2 separate regions of the Mus musculus genome follow, and region 1 is linked to region 2. Evidence: chromatin contacts called from public Hi-C data. All regions are on one chromosome and are shown on one strand. Each heading gives the region's core, a stretch centred on a gene start, on an enhancer-like site or on the middle of the called end of the contact. The rest is flanking DNA. Distances are from core to core; before and after follow the strand shown.

Region 1 (7,413 bases), core at 2,453-4,952, 160 kb after region 2:
AACAAAAAGAATAATACAATGTTTCAACCCATCCCAAAGATATACAGGACACTTTTCAAATGTCTACCAACAACAAACTCCTCATGCATTTACTTCACTCAATTTAGATATTACTGGGTTCTATTAGATCCAAGAGGGTCACACGGTGAGGGCAAAGCAGCATTGGCATGTGAGCCTAGCTTTCTCCTTTCACAGTTCATGGCACTGTACACCCACACAATGTGGTTCTCCACAGAATAAATCCCAGGTGGGCTCTGAACTGGCTGCTCCATCCATAGAGAACCCACAAGCAGAACGAAGCTACCACCAAGCTCAGGAGAGACATCTTTTGCTGCTCAAGATAGTAGGGAATACAGCAAAAGTAATGCTTTGCTAGCCCTCTGCAGTGCCGGTCATTCATCCCACAAAGGCTCACTGGTACCCCGTGCATCTGTTCTCTGGCTCCCCAGCTCCCCAGCAGATGCATTTGTGGGATTCTCAGCCAGTCCCCTAAAAGAGGAGTTCTCAGCTGACTTGAGGTAGGAGCCAATACACTGCAGAGTTGCCTTTCAGCTCTGTGGACAAGACATTCCAGGTTGCACGCTGGGAGGCTTGTTTAGCTTCGCACTTGATGCAAATGGGGCGTGTGTTTACCCACAAACACACACACACACATGTACACAACAGAAGCTGCTGTCGCCAACAGAAGCGGCTGCAGTGGCAGGATGCTGGAAGCCCAGACTTAACTCTTAAGCAACGTGGAACTTGATCACAATGCCTATCAGAGAAAACAATCTAATTCCTCCTAAGCCAGAGTTTCAACCTCTGCCCAGAAAATTCAGTAGAAAATGAAATGTAATACTCTATTAAGCTTTATTTTCTCAGCACAAGCGAGGGCTCACCCGAGCATGGAGAGCCATTAAAATGGATCTTACATATATCATTATAAATTTAATAATCACCATGACGGCTAGAGTTCAAGTTAAAATGAATGTCAGCTGAGCATGACCAATTGATGTTACCCCAGCTGCCGCCGAGCCTCACTTGGGGTTGTATTCTTCCAGAGGCTCCGTGGTACATGTGGAACAACCCAGCCCAAGCCAAGAACAGATGGGAAATGCAAGCAGCTACACCTAGCCAAGGAAGAGCCTTCATAATTGCACATTATCTTAGTGTAGCAGCCCAATTAAAATTTTCTATGGTGTCAGAGGTCTCAACTGATCCTCTGCTAAGTGTCTGGATCCCAAACTTGGCTGACACTCAGTGGAACGCAGGCATTCCTGGGGCTGCTCACTGTAATCAATTTTCCCTCTACCTCTGGGAAAGCTCCTATAGAAACTAGAGCTGAAGGTCGAGCAGGCTCTTCACTTGGCAAACCAAATACCAAAAAAAAAAACCCAAGTCCCGCTTCCCCAGCTGCCTGAGATGGGGCATTCTTCCTGAATCACAAGAGACCCAGTCTCAGGAGTGTCTTTTGTTTTGTTTTTGCTTTTTGGGAATTGAGTCAGTGTCTATATTTTAAAAATGTATTTCAATTTATTTTTATTCTTTGAAAAAAACTCAGCATGAAAGCATATATATATATATATATATATATATATATATATATATAAAGAGAGAGAGCTAAAATATAATATTTTAATGAGTCAAAAAGCCATGCATATTACACACCAGGAAACTTGATCTTTGAAATTCACAAGGGGAGGGGACATGATAGATACCTCATCACCTGGTAGAACGCCACAAGTTTGGGTACCTTCAACTCTGAGTACCTTCCCAACACCTCAATGGAAACACAGGGATCATTTGTAGACAAACACAGACTCTGGTCCTTCTCGTACAAGTCTAACCCTGATTAGCCTCTGGTCACAGCCTGGCTGGTGGATGAAGACCCAGCCTCAGCTCCCTTCCTGAACAATCAGCTATAGCATATCACTCCCCAGTGAGTTTCACTTTTGAAGGAGAGTTGAAGTTTAGTTGGCAGATGCAACTCCTGGGTGAATGAGGCTTTCAGATCAATCACAGCCAGTGGCCTGCACTCAATGGGCCACTTCAAATGACAAGAGAGTCCACGGGGTGCATTTTTTTTTTAATCTATATACACAAGAGCCAGCAGACAACACAGAAAATTCCTTAAACAAAACCAGCTTAGCCGGAAACACCATTGCCCAGAAAGACTAAATGTGCACACTGCCCAGAGCGACTGAAGTGCAAAGGACCCCAGTTTGGCTTTGAGGATACCAGAACTTTGGTTTGCTTCTGTAAACTGTTTATAAACCTTTGCCTTCTTCGGTCCTGGCAGTAACATATTCCTTCCTTTCATTTATCTCAAGTGTTAACCGCCAACAATCCAAAGCAGAAAGCATAGCACTAGGACACAGAAGTCAGGAGCCACCACACCTCCTCCTCAGCAGAGAAACACAGACAGGTCCGGTCCGTGAACACCGTTCTCTGGACCACCCAGCTCTTACTCCATAAAACAGTTCCAGCTCCAGGCAGCAAACACTACACCAAGCTCCACCACTTACCCTCTTTTGATCTTCCAGGCCGTGAGTGACTGGCTTTCTCCTCTGCTGTTGACTTGACTCAGAAATCGATTCCATTTCCCAGACATAAAATCTTCCTCCGTGATAGTTTAAATCCACAGCAGAACCAAGTGCCCCACACAACGGCGACCTGTGCACACCACCCGAGGAGGTCCCACCAGAAAGGAGATCGTGCTATCTCTTCAGAGGTCTTGCCATCGTCTTGAAAGCCAACTGGGAACCTGGCTAGCCACGGATGCCTTGGGGATGAAGGAGGCTGTCGCTGACATGTTGAGGATGAGGCCCAGGGTTTCAACTTCAGGGTAGCAACTCACTTTACACGAGCCCCATGGATATATTTGGGCAAAGAAGAGTCCATATCCTGGGGTGTGTGCCCCATTCCTGCCCAAGGAATCCTTTTCCTCACTGTCTGCTTGGTACGGATAATTTATATATCAATAACAATGTAAATGGGCATTTAATCCACCGAGCTGATAGCATCCACATCCCTCTCCACAGCCCTTGGCTCCTATAAATCACCACAAACGCCTCTCTGCCAGCCGCTCCTCACAGCTCCTGTGAGTGCTTGTCTCCGTGGCAGCTCCCCTCCCGGCTGTCATCTTCCTTCATGCAGAGAGACCCAGACCTGGGGAAAAAAAATGCTCAATGGTCAGATTTGCCTGTGGTGAAGTGTGATGTTTGAGCTGTCTTGCTTGCCATCTGGAGCCACACAGCAAGGCCTGGACCCAGCAACAGCCAGCAGTCTTTCTCTGAACCCAACACTGATTACATCCATGGGTGAGCAACCTGGCTGGGGTGGGGTGGGGGGCAGAGCTCATGGACTCCCCCCACTTCTCCTGTTCTTGAAAAAGCTGGGCAGTACTGGAAAGGAGTTATCTTTCAAACCCTTGTAGGGTTCACCGTCACAGCAGCAATGGGATGGCAAGAAAGAGGAAATGATTCCTGAGGCCAGAAGCAACAACATCCCCCCTACCCCCCACCCCCACCCACACACACATCCCTTCGGCTGTAGGAGATGGTGTGTGGCAGGTGAGACTCCCTGGCCACAAGGAGGGGAAAGTGCAGTATCAATCTGACAGACATCTCTCTGGAAAGCAACTGCCTCGGAACTAGCTGCATTCCCTGCTAGAACCAGCAGGCAGAGTAGACACTAGTCACCTCCTGCCTGACGTCACAGAGGCTCTGAGAGCCACCGAAGGGGGAGAGAAGAAGAGCACCTGTGCTCAGAACATTCTCACTGGGTGCATCCTTCCCTGGGTGGTTTGAGAGGTGGAGTCAGGTCTGAAAAGCATCATAAGGATGCTTCCGTTAACAGTCTCAAATATCTCTCCTTGCAACATCAGCACCACAGAGACAAAGGCTGAAGAGGCAGGTGGGGTGGGCAGGGTGGAGCTGGAGAGCTTTAACTCAAAAGTTTCCCCACCAACATTTCTTACCAAACAATTTCAATTCAGTCAGTGCCTGCCTCTGGAAGAGCTGTGGTCAGATCCAGCCAGAGTGAGCCTAAGACAGAAGCCCCCAGATCCTTCCTTGTAGCCGTCCTGACCGGCAGCCGTTTTGAAATGAGGCAGAAGTCACCCCTTGTCATCAAACTCTGTTACGCTTCCATGCAGCTCAGTGGCAAATCAGGTTGAAAGGCAGAGATAAGAGTTTTTAACTAACAGCTGTCACAAGAACAGAAAGCCTGGAGTGGGAGAGATGCTTTGGAAGGAAGTATGGCTTTTCAGGTTCACCCCTGACAAGTGTGACCAGCACAGAGTTCAGACAGTCACACTGCCCCTTCTGATGTGGGTTAAGAATTGATGAGCAGAAAGTCCAGAAAAGACTTCCCCAGAGCAAGATTTCAGACGTTCTTCGTGGACCCAGGAAATAGCTAGGCACCCTTGTGCCCACTAGCACCCTGAACATTGCCCCTCCAAGAGATTTCTAGCAAAGGCAAGCCTCCGAGCCTTAGTTCCAGAGCACAATCTGAAGAAATTAACAAACTTCCCCCTAAGTAGTACCTTATCCAGATGTCCAGCTGAGACCTAAATAGAAGATTCAGGCAGATGTAGCAGAGTTTGAGTCTCTGCAACTGCCTCACTGTGTGACTTTCATCAAGTATCTTAACATCTCTGAGCCCCAGCTCTCTCATCTACAAAGTGCAGGTGATGCTAATAACTAAAGAAAAATGTTTGTTTAGTATGTGACCTGCTAAGGTCGTCGAATGCCTTCTATGCCTCTTCTATGCTATCTACTGACACACATATCCATGTATTCAACAAATCCCTTTGTCATGTGCCAGTCAGCTTGCCTCATGCTAAAGAGTGCACAAGAGCAGCCAGGCAACTTCCCTAAAACAAAAGACAGCTAAGAAGCCATGTGCTTGGAATCTGAACTTAAGTCTGGCTTGAAAATTTTCACCTATGTCAAAACTGCTCTGGAAAGCTCGATGCCATTTGTCTAGTTCCGAGTCTACACTTACAGCTCCTGGCTGTGCTCATGAATAATAATAGAAAGAAGAAAGAAAGGGAAGGAAAAAAAAAAAAGCCCAGAGCCTAGAAGGATCTCCTCTAGCCCTGGCCTCTGTGTTTGAGAACAGCTCTGGCCCCTCCACCAGGCTTGAGCCAGCCCTCCCCCGGGTGAGACCCTGTCACATCCCATCACACCTACAGAAGCATACACCCTGAAAGCACATGGGGGACAGACGCTGTCACCACAGAAGTATCTTCCCTGCCAGCGGGGAGTGGGAAGATGTGCCACACCTCCTGCAAGCCTTTTGTTTTCTCTAGAAGACAGTCTGCACCAGTTCTGGGGGCCACTGCCTTCCTGTGCCAGGGCGCAGAGCACTCATGGAGATGCTGCTGTCAGTGCCACGTCCGATTCGGGCTCTGACAGGGAAGTCTCCAGAAGTTTCAGTGCGCTTGAGGGTGGAGGTAAGGAGGAGGCAGGACTGAGAGAACGTTAATTGGCTCGTTAGAAAGTGAATGCGCCTGTTGGATTGATCCTGAAATGTAGCTGTTCAGCACTCGTACCTCTGTGCCACTGAGTCAGCCAGGCATTAGCCAGTCAGCCTCTGCAAGGTGCGTAGTGGAGGTAGAAGGTGGGAAGGACACACAGGAGGAGAAGCCTGGACCAGGAGGTACCAACAAGTAAGCTAGGGAGCCTTGTGGGCAAGCTCCATGATCCAGAAGTCCAGAAGACAAGCCTAGTCATATTGCAGGTAATTCAAACACTGGACCCAAAATAGACTCTGTAGAGCTTCAGTTTCCCATTACACACCTAGCCCTACTTCTTCCTTTTGAACAATCGAAATAGGGGTATAGAGGACTATTTTTCAGGTTCAACCCACCAGGTAGGTACAAGGCAGGGTCTAGTTTCTAAGAAAGAGATTCCCTCAGAGTACTACTGAGGTCCTTTACTGTAGGAAGCCCCAGTCCCAGTGAATGGCCAATGGGATTCCAGTGCTAAACAGTCTAAGGCTTCCAGTCTGGACTCACTTCTGCCGAGATGCTAAAGCCTGAGTTTATTTCCCACATTTTGCTTACTTCTCCTACATTTTCAAAACCGGGCACTATCCATTTGATCTCCTGCGTCCCTGCAGCAGCACCGGCTTCTGATTTCCAGCCAGCACCCAAGGCAGAGGGATGTGAAAGGGATGCCTGACCTATGCCATTTTATAAGGGAATCCCTAATTCAGCATTTGCTTCCTCGTGCCAACAAGAGAACCAGGGGTGCTGCGTGCAGACCTAGCCCTTTATCAACTGAGTGATAGACAAGTTGCCGAGGTGTGTGAAAGAGTACCAAGGAGCTATGGTGGGCTTGAGACTTAGGGTGCGAGGCAGGATGCTCCAAAGAAGTCTGTGTGCCAAGCACTTTTGCCAGATGATTGACCCAGCCGCCAACCCCCAGGCCTTTATCTGAGCAAGCCGGCAAGCAGAGCATGCTTGTGCCTCTTCCTCAAGAAAAAAAAAGGATCGCACACAAAAATAAGTCACTAGGGCTCCAGCTGGGCGGTGCAGGCTGCCTCTGCTGCTGCCACTGAAGTCCCTTTGCTTGCAAGAAAAGAGCTGGCTGGGCGGATGTACCCCCACAGGGCCTGGGCTCCAGTGCTCGGGCGCCTCCCCCCAACCCCATTCGCTCCCTAGCAGCCTTTGCCTATAGCCGGCAGCTGCCAGGAGCAGAGTGTATGAGAGAGAACCACAGTACCTAGCCTGGCTTGGTGTCCCAGCTCGGGCTCCTACCAACCTACCCCCATTCTCCTGCTGACATGGGAAGACCCAGTTAGAAGGCAGAGGAGAGACACAAGACATATACAGGCATTGCATACACACACACACACACACACACACACACACACACACACACACACACACAGCTGCTCGGATCACACACAGGGACACACACATCCAGAGAGAGAGAGAGAGAGAGAGAGAGAGAGAGAGAGAGAGAGAGAGAGAGAGAGAGAGGCACAGATGAGTGCCAGACCTATATTCGATGACAAATGTGGCCAGAAAAAGAGGCACCGACATAAAACCACCCTCAAACATACTCCAAAACGAGCACACAGAAAGAACAGAGAGAAAACACAGACTGTAACAGAAAAAGCCAGGACCAGTGATACTCAGTCCCACACCACCTCAGAGAGTGTTTGCAGACGCCCACGCAAATATAACAAATAAGAAGGGACTCAGACGCCTGCACACACCCAGAGACAATCACAGAGTAGGGACAGAGACACGCAGAGCACTCAAAAACACAAGAACACGCGCAGGGAGATGGGAAGCTGCTTTGGACGCTTACACTGAGAGGGGCACACGCCCACTCCAGATGGAGGTGTGCACAATTTCGCGAGAGGCCTGAGAAAGTATACAGCGGAGCTCATAACCAAGGTCTGACGGTGCAGCGC
Region 2 (6,780 bases), core at 4,111-6,610:
TAGACACCTCATCTGCAAACCTGTCATCTTCCCTTCAGGAACTCTTTCAGCTCCAACGGGAGCTGCAGTCTTGGCTCTGATCTCGATGGTCTGACTAGTGCTGGAGGAAAACCTCCCACCTCCTGATTCCCAGAGCTGTCAGAGTACCTGCAGAAGCAAAATGTCCCCACCAAAGCCGTCAGCAGATCCGTGGCAACCAGAAAGCCCAGCTCTCACCCCAAGTCCAGAACACTGTCAATCTCCTGGGGTGTGCATAGGCCACATCTTGTCCAGCAGGAGGCAGTCATGCTGAGAATACATCAAGGAGACTAACAGCATCAAGCATGTAGACGAGATACCCAGCTTCCTCTGTTTTACTCGAGGCATGAAGAAGCAGCACACATCCACCCATTGGTTTTTATTATCTTGGTACTTGCTTTTCATTATCATTGTTTTCTTTGGGAAAAAAATCCTCCTGTTATTTATTTCATGCCTTAAAAATGAGTTACATGAAGGGAGACTTGGGTCCCTTGCCCATGATTCCTGAAGGAGGTGGAGGTGTGAAGGTCAGTAGATCAAGTTGACCCTTATCCACATTGCAAGTCTGAGAGCAGCCTGGGCTAGCTAAGTCACTGCATATCTAACGGAGGGGGCTGGAGTGATGGCTTAGTGGTTAACAGTATTTCCTGCTCTTGTAGAAGAATCTGAGTTTGGTTCCCATCACTCATGTGCAGTGGCTTACACCACTGGGGATCTGATACCGTCTTCTGGCCTCTGTGGGAACTTTTATGAGCACACAAATACACACACACACACACACACACACACACACACACACACAAATGCACACATACATGCATGTACAGATACATACACATACATGTATTTACACATGTATGCATGCACACATAAATAAAATAAATCTTTTTAAAAAATGAAACCACCTCAAACACAATAAAAAAACTAACAGAGGTTGGTGACACAGGACATTGTTAAGGACCACTGTTATGGCTCCAGAAGAGCCCATACACTGTAGATCTTCCTAAGGACCACTGTTGCAGCTCTAGTAATCTAGAGGTCAATTTTAGAGCTCATACGCGGTCAATTTTGCTGCTAACTGCTCAGTTCACTTCTTATTCTCCATGTTGTTGCAAATATGTTGTATGATATAATTTTGTAGAATGCATTGTCTGTCCACCATAAGTATGTCTGCATGCTTTTTCTTTCACACCTCACTGTTAATCGCTGCACACCATCCATTTGGTCCACGTACCACAATCCTCCACACCTCCTCTGGTTTCCCACTGAGACTGGTCAGAATCTCTTGGTTTTAGATGTGATGTTGGCATTAGCATCTTCACCGAGGGGTCTCCCTTGTTTCAGATGGTTTTCTACAGCTCCGTAGCAATGTTCCCAGGATATACACTGCCTAGACTCCGTCCCATGCCTCTTTTGTCCCACCGGAAGCTAGACACATGGAAACTTGGGAGAGCAGATGAGAGAGGACTATTTGAAAGAGGGAAAGAGGAAAGATGCAGAGGAGGAAGGCAGTGGGAGAGCAGGGTGTCACGGTGCTACGTTTGGGATAAACTCATTTTGTCTCTGCTTCTTAGGTCTGAGCAGGAAGGGCAAGCCAGAGGAAGACCATCCAGGAAAAGAAGGGAACAGCAGAGGAATGTATTCCTTGATGGTGGCATCTCTTTTGAAATACCACACCACATCCTACGAACGTGTTAGAAAGAAGAAACAACACTTCTACCAAGTATTGCTGGACCTCAACTCTGGAATGTAGAAATATCAGTCTGAAAGCCATCTTGAGCTCTACAGTACCCAATGAAGTTAGATCATTGCCTTCAAGAGGACTTATGTGTAAAACTCCTACAGGCTGTAGACATGACTATGGGTCCATCCATAAGCCTACAAAGTCACAACAGCACATGCTGTGTGGTATGCTACCCAGACCCCTTAAAGGACAAGGGCATCCTCCCCAGCACTGGTGTTCTCCCAGGCTAGTCTCTCCTCTAGCCTGCCTGAAGGGAGTTTCCCAGCTCATGTAATGGCCTGGCTGATTGATGTGGGGTATTCCAGCCTGTTCTCCCTGTTGAGCAGAGGACACTGAACATCTTTATCCAGCTCTGAGCTGCCCAGGGACCAATTACAAATATACACAGCCCTGCCTCTCTGTGTCACTGGCTATCCCTTATAGGTGGTACCAATTTCCTGTGCTATTTTCTACAACAGAAGTCATTTCTCAGGGAAATTTAACCCCAAACAGTCATGTATCTTTCTTCCTTCAAATTCCAGAGAAGGGCACAGTAGGGAAAATACCTCAAGATACATGAACTGGCTAGGGTTTTCCAAACAGGACTCCAGTTGCTTGGGACATAATGCCAATAACTGAAGCTAGAAGGCAGAGGCCCAGGAAATGGCTAACATAATCATCTAAAGAAACAGCTCACAGAACCTTTGCAAGCTACACATCCAACAGAGGAGAATTAGCTGGAATATGAAGAAGAAAAACCCCCAAACCAAAACCCAAATAAACTTCAAGAAGCTAAACAAGGATCAAAAAAGCCTACAATAAAGGAGCCAGTGAAGCAAGCAGAGTCCTCAAAAGATGAGGCGCAAATTTCTATTAGACACATGAAAGGATGGTCAGCCTCACTCTCCATCAGAGGAAGGGAAATTAAAGTTACAGTGAGAACCCATCAGAGTGACAGTCATTAAAAAAGCAAACACTAGTGACAACAGATGCTGGTGCAGAAGGGGTGAAGGGGCTCTTAGACCACTGGTGGGAATGGAAACCATGCCCGCCTCTGTGGAGATCAGTGTGCAAATTCCTTCCACACCCAAACTAGGGGCTAGGAAGATGGTGCAGGGTAAAAGGTGCGTATTCATTGTGTCTGTTCCAGACATCCATATTCACCAGCTCACCACTGCCTGGAACTCCAGCTCCAGGGGATCTGATGCCCCCTTCTGGACTCTTCAGGTGCCTGCCTGCATACACGAACACCTCACACAGACACATAACTTTAAAAAGTGATAAAAATCTTCAAAAAATTAAAAACACATCTACCACATGAGACAGCCATACAAAACCCGGGTATGTATCCAAAAGATCAGAACAGGCACTTCGCAGAGACACTTGCGTCTCGTTTACTAGAGCTTCATGCACAGTCATGAAGTTATAGAACCAATGTAGGTGTCTAACCTCAGGGGAAGAGATAAGGAAAGTTGGTTTATATACGCATCAGAAGTTATATCAGCCATAGAGATGGATGAAGTTTTATCATTTATAGGACAATGAATTCAACCAGACTTCATTATAATAAATGGATTAAGCCAGTCTCAGAAAGACAATGTTTTCTCTCTTACACGATTCCTAGATTTAATATAGATATGTAAAGCCATGCATGTATGTAATAAATGTAAAAGTGAAACTGTCTAGGGAGCAGGGGACCTAACTGAAAGGGGAAGAAGGGTGCAGGTGGGGGTGGGGAGGAATATACTCAATGCATATTACATATGTATGTGAAAATATCCATACCCAACAAGCGACAGGTGCAAAGTATAGACACAATGAAACAAATAACAATAAAATAAACTCAACAGGAAAACAGAATTCAGTTGTAATGCTCTGGAAAAACTGTTTCAAATTAGAATTTAAGATACATAGATACGCCTGGCAGTGGTGGTGCCGGGCGGTGGTGGTGCACGCCTTTAATCCCAGCACTTGGGAGGCAGAGACAGGCGGATTTTTCTGAGTTCAAGGCCAGCCTGGTCTACAAAGTGAGTTCCAGGACAGCCAAGACTATACAGAGAAACCCTGTCTGGAAAAACCAAAAAAAAAAAAAAAGGTACATAGATACATATTTTCTACAGAAAGGACCCTGAATGCAGACTAAAGATCAGTTTGTAGAAGGCACTAATCTCTTACTAGTGTCCCCCTCCCCTGCTCCTGATCAGCTACTTATTGTCACTTATTCTGACCTTGGAGGACAATGTTTTAAAACGAGAAAGACCTCTCAGAGGTTTTTAACATGAAATGTTCCATCCTCCTTTTTTACTACTGGAAAATAGTGGAAAACCTGACTCCCTTTGGATTCCTGTAGAGATTTTATCAGTTGGGCCTTGGAGTCGGCTCTGTACACCCACTGACTGGCTCAGCCTGCGCAGCCAGAAGGGGGCAGCACCACTCCGCAGAATTCCCTCCGGGCTTTGCTTTTCTGGTAAGTTCCCGCTGGCTGGCACCACACAGTCAGGTTGGCATGGCTTTCAACCTCCTGCCTTAGCATGCTGGAGGTGTATGTACCTTCGGGAGGGCGTGGCAAAACCAGCAGGCTAGACTCAATTTGCAGTGCCCGAGTGCACCTGAAATGTACTCTGGCATTTCAAGTAAAACTGTCAGGCTGTAGACGGAGGAGGCCACTTCAGCTTTGCTGGACACTTTACAGTCTGCTGAATGGCATCTTCTTCCGTCTCTCATCCTTGGGAGCTATGGGGAGCCAGTGTGTGTGTGTGTGAGTGTGTGTGTACACGTGCACGCGCACGCACGCACGCGCATAGGCATACACACATCAGTATGGACAAGCTGGAAGCTGTGAAGGAAGGCTTTCTCCTGGTGCTGACCCAGGGCAGAGAGCTGCGGGTGCAAAACTCTGTCTCCTGCTTCACCCTGATGAAGCTCTTACACTCTTCTGCCCTGGGGACGGGAGGTACCTAGGAGCCAGGCACATTGGATACCTAACCTTTCTATGGCTCTCAGCACCAACACCGTCACCTCCTATACCTTCTAGGGGCTGTCCCCTCCGCCATCCAGATGACACTGAGGGGGAGGTTTTCTTCAAACAGAAAAACAAAGCATGGAAGAAAATAAATGCACTTTATTCACTGCCCCCCGCAGCCCCCGCCCCCCAAAAAGAGAGCCTTGCATTGGGCAGGAGCTTCACGAGACAGGTGGCTTTCCTGGGTCCCTTCCAGTGATTCATGCAGTAGCAGAGACAGCCTTTCTTCTTCTTCTTTTTTTTTTTTTTAGACCAAGAGGCTTGTCCTGTCCCCACATAAATGTGTCCAGGAAGAGCACGTGACTACTATGCTGAATACACCGGCAGTACGACCTCAAAGCCTGTGTCTCTTCTCTTGTTTCCCCTCCCCTCCTCTCCTATTCTTTTCTTCCCTTTACCCACTCTCTGCTCTCGGTTTTTTGCTGGGCACGATGGACACAGAAAGAATCTCTCTGGCCACGTTCATTTCGCCGCCACGGGCAGGATGCTCTCGGCACCAACGCTCCCTTTACCCTGTTGCCCTGCCCCCATACACTCACGCTGCAGTGTTAACTCTAAAGAACTCGGAAATTCCTGGGTGGGCAGAACTGTGGCCTGGGAAACCGTCCTTCACAGACAGCGTTTTTTTCAAGAGAAAATGCCTCACTCACAGCCTGCCACTGGCCAATGAACGCGCCTCGGCTCTCAAACGCAGCGCTGAAACTGGCTTTTTTCCCCCCATTTCCTCTCCCAAATGCCAATGATATCTGTGAGCCTGAAAAATATACTGTTCTTCTTATCCTTCATGGCACAAAGCGGTTTCCTCTCAGCCCGTGATGAACAGATCTCTGGTCCAAATGGGATCCAGCCTAGGCAGCTCTGCTATGCCAGGGTGGCTCTGGGAGAGGCTGAGGGTGAGGAGGGAGTTCGGGGCCCATTGAGGGAGGTGTTGGTGCCTCTGCACTCCCAGACAGAATGGCACTGCCCCAGTTTTCTGGGGATTGTGTTCAAAGAGGGGCTAAGGGATGGCCTGAGCCCCCAGTGACTAGAAACTGTGAATTCCCAGTAGACACCCTGCACCCTCTGATGGTTCTATACATCCCTGGATTTCTTTCACTCTGGCTCTTGCCCTTTGGAGCCCCTGGGGTGGTGGTAGTGGGGCAAATGGCCACCCACTTTTTCTCTAACCCTTCTTGCCACCTGCTCCTTACAGGGTTCTGCCCTGTGTCCTGTGCTGCCTTCATCAAGATCTGGGCTGCTCTAACTCAGCCATAGGAGTAGGGCCCCTCATCAGTAATTCACTGGCCCCCTTCCTCCATAGGGTGGGGGACCCGAAAAACTCAGCAGCTTCTGAACTGTGGGGCAACAGAGTCCTGGATCATCATCCTTAGCAGAGGAGAGGAGAGGAGAAGAGAGGATGAGAGGGGAGAGGAGGGGGGAGAGGGGAGGAAGGGAGGGGAGAGAGAAAAAAAGCTAAGAAAGGCAATGACCACAATCCAGAACCATTCTAGAAGTTCAGTATACTTCAGGGGGGGGGGGAGGCATTGCTCTAAAGGATGGGTGTTTTCCCACCACTGCCTTCCTGCAGAAACAAAGGAAGCAGGACGTGGCTGGCTTCATAGACTCCTTCTTCACAGTTTCTCATTCTGTTTCGACAAGACAGCTGCTAAGGCTGCTATTCTTAAACCCTGTGTGCAACCTCTGAGTTCCTGTAGCCAACACACGAAGGAAGCTGTGAACGTGCACACCTGGTGGGCGGTGAGTCCCAGAGGGAGGGTGGGTGTGGAGCCGGGGAGCCAGGCGAATGCACCCAGGTGGCTCCTGGCCTGGGATTGCCACCTGAGGCCACAACCCAGCCAGGGGGGACTTGCATGGCGAGGGCATGACCTTTAGATGTCCACCTCTGGGGCATGTAGGAGAAACTCTAAGAAGGTTCCTATGGTCCTTACCCCTGTGGAGCTCAGAGCTTGGTTTACATAAATAGAGAACTTGATTGCAATTCCAAATAAGCCCATTGACCCCCTGCCCATGTTCTGAT

The links. A called contact is a pair of places that touch in the nucleus more often than the background predicts.
Region 1: a contact with region 2 is called in a Hi-C map of cerebellum, with 2.0 times the contacts expected there. The contact joins two enhancer-like sites. A contact is called at or near these places in 2 of 39 promoter capture datasets (embryonic stem cells and liver), 1 of 15 datasets of contacts at CTCF or cohesin (large pre-B cells), 14 of 484 Hi-C or Micro-C datasets (the 63-12 cell line, bone marrow-derived macrophages, cerebellar granule neurons and 8 more), 14 of 115 datasets of contacts at active chromatin or transcription factors (SST interneurons, bone marrow-derived dendritic cells, embryonic basal ganglia and 9 more) and 4 of 9 other capture datasets (adipose tissue, liver, macrophages and 1 more).

What each region holds. Positions count from the first base shown.
Region 1 is chr7:48,959,535-48,966,947 of GRCm38.p6, reverse strand. It overlaps a transcript of Nav2 not described here. Among named protein-coding and RNA genes, the nearest start is that of Gm32849, 78 kb to the left of the region's middle. Within about 2 kb of position 3,702, at least 9 of the 459 cell types and tissues checked have an H3K27ac peak or open chromatin away from gene starts, as enhancers often do. A contact at or near this core is called in cerebellum and microglia, where this site is marked.
Region 2 is chr7:49,118,876-49,125,655 of GRCm38.p6, reverse strand. It overlaps 9130015G15Rik (RIKEN cDNA 9130015G15 gene), which reads left to right. Exons shown (of 4, transcript NR_154465.1): 4 at 1,593-3,719. It also overlaps a transcript of Nav2 not described here. Among named protein-coding and RNA genes, the nearest start is that of 9130015G15Rik, 40 kb to the left of the region's middle. Within about 2 kb of position 5,360, at least 48 of the 459 cell types and tissues checked have an H3K27ac peak or open chromatin away from gene starts, as enhancers often do. A contact at or near this core is called in cerebellum and microglia, where this site is marked.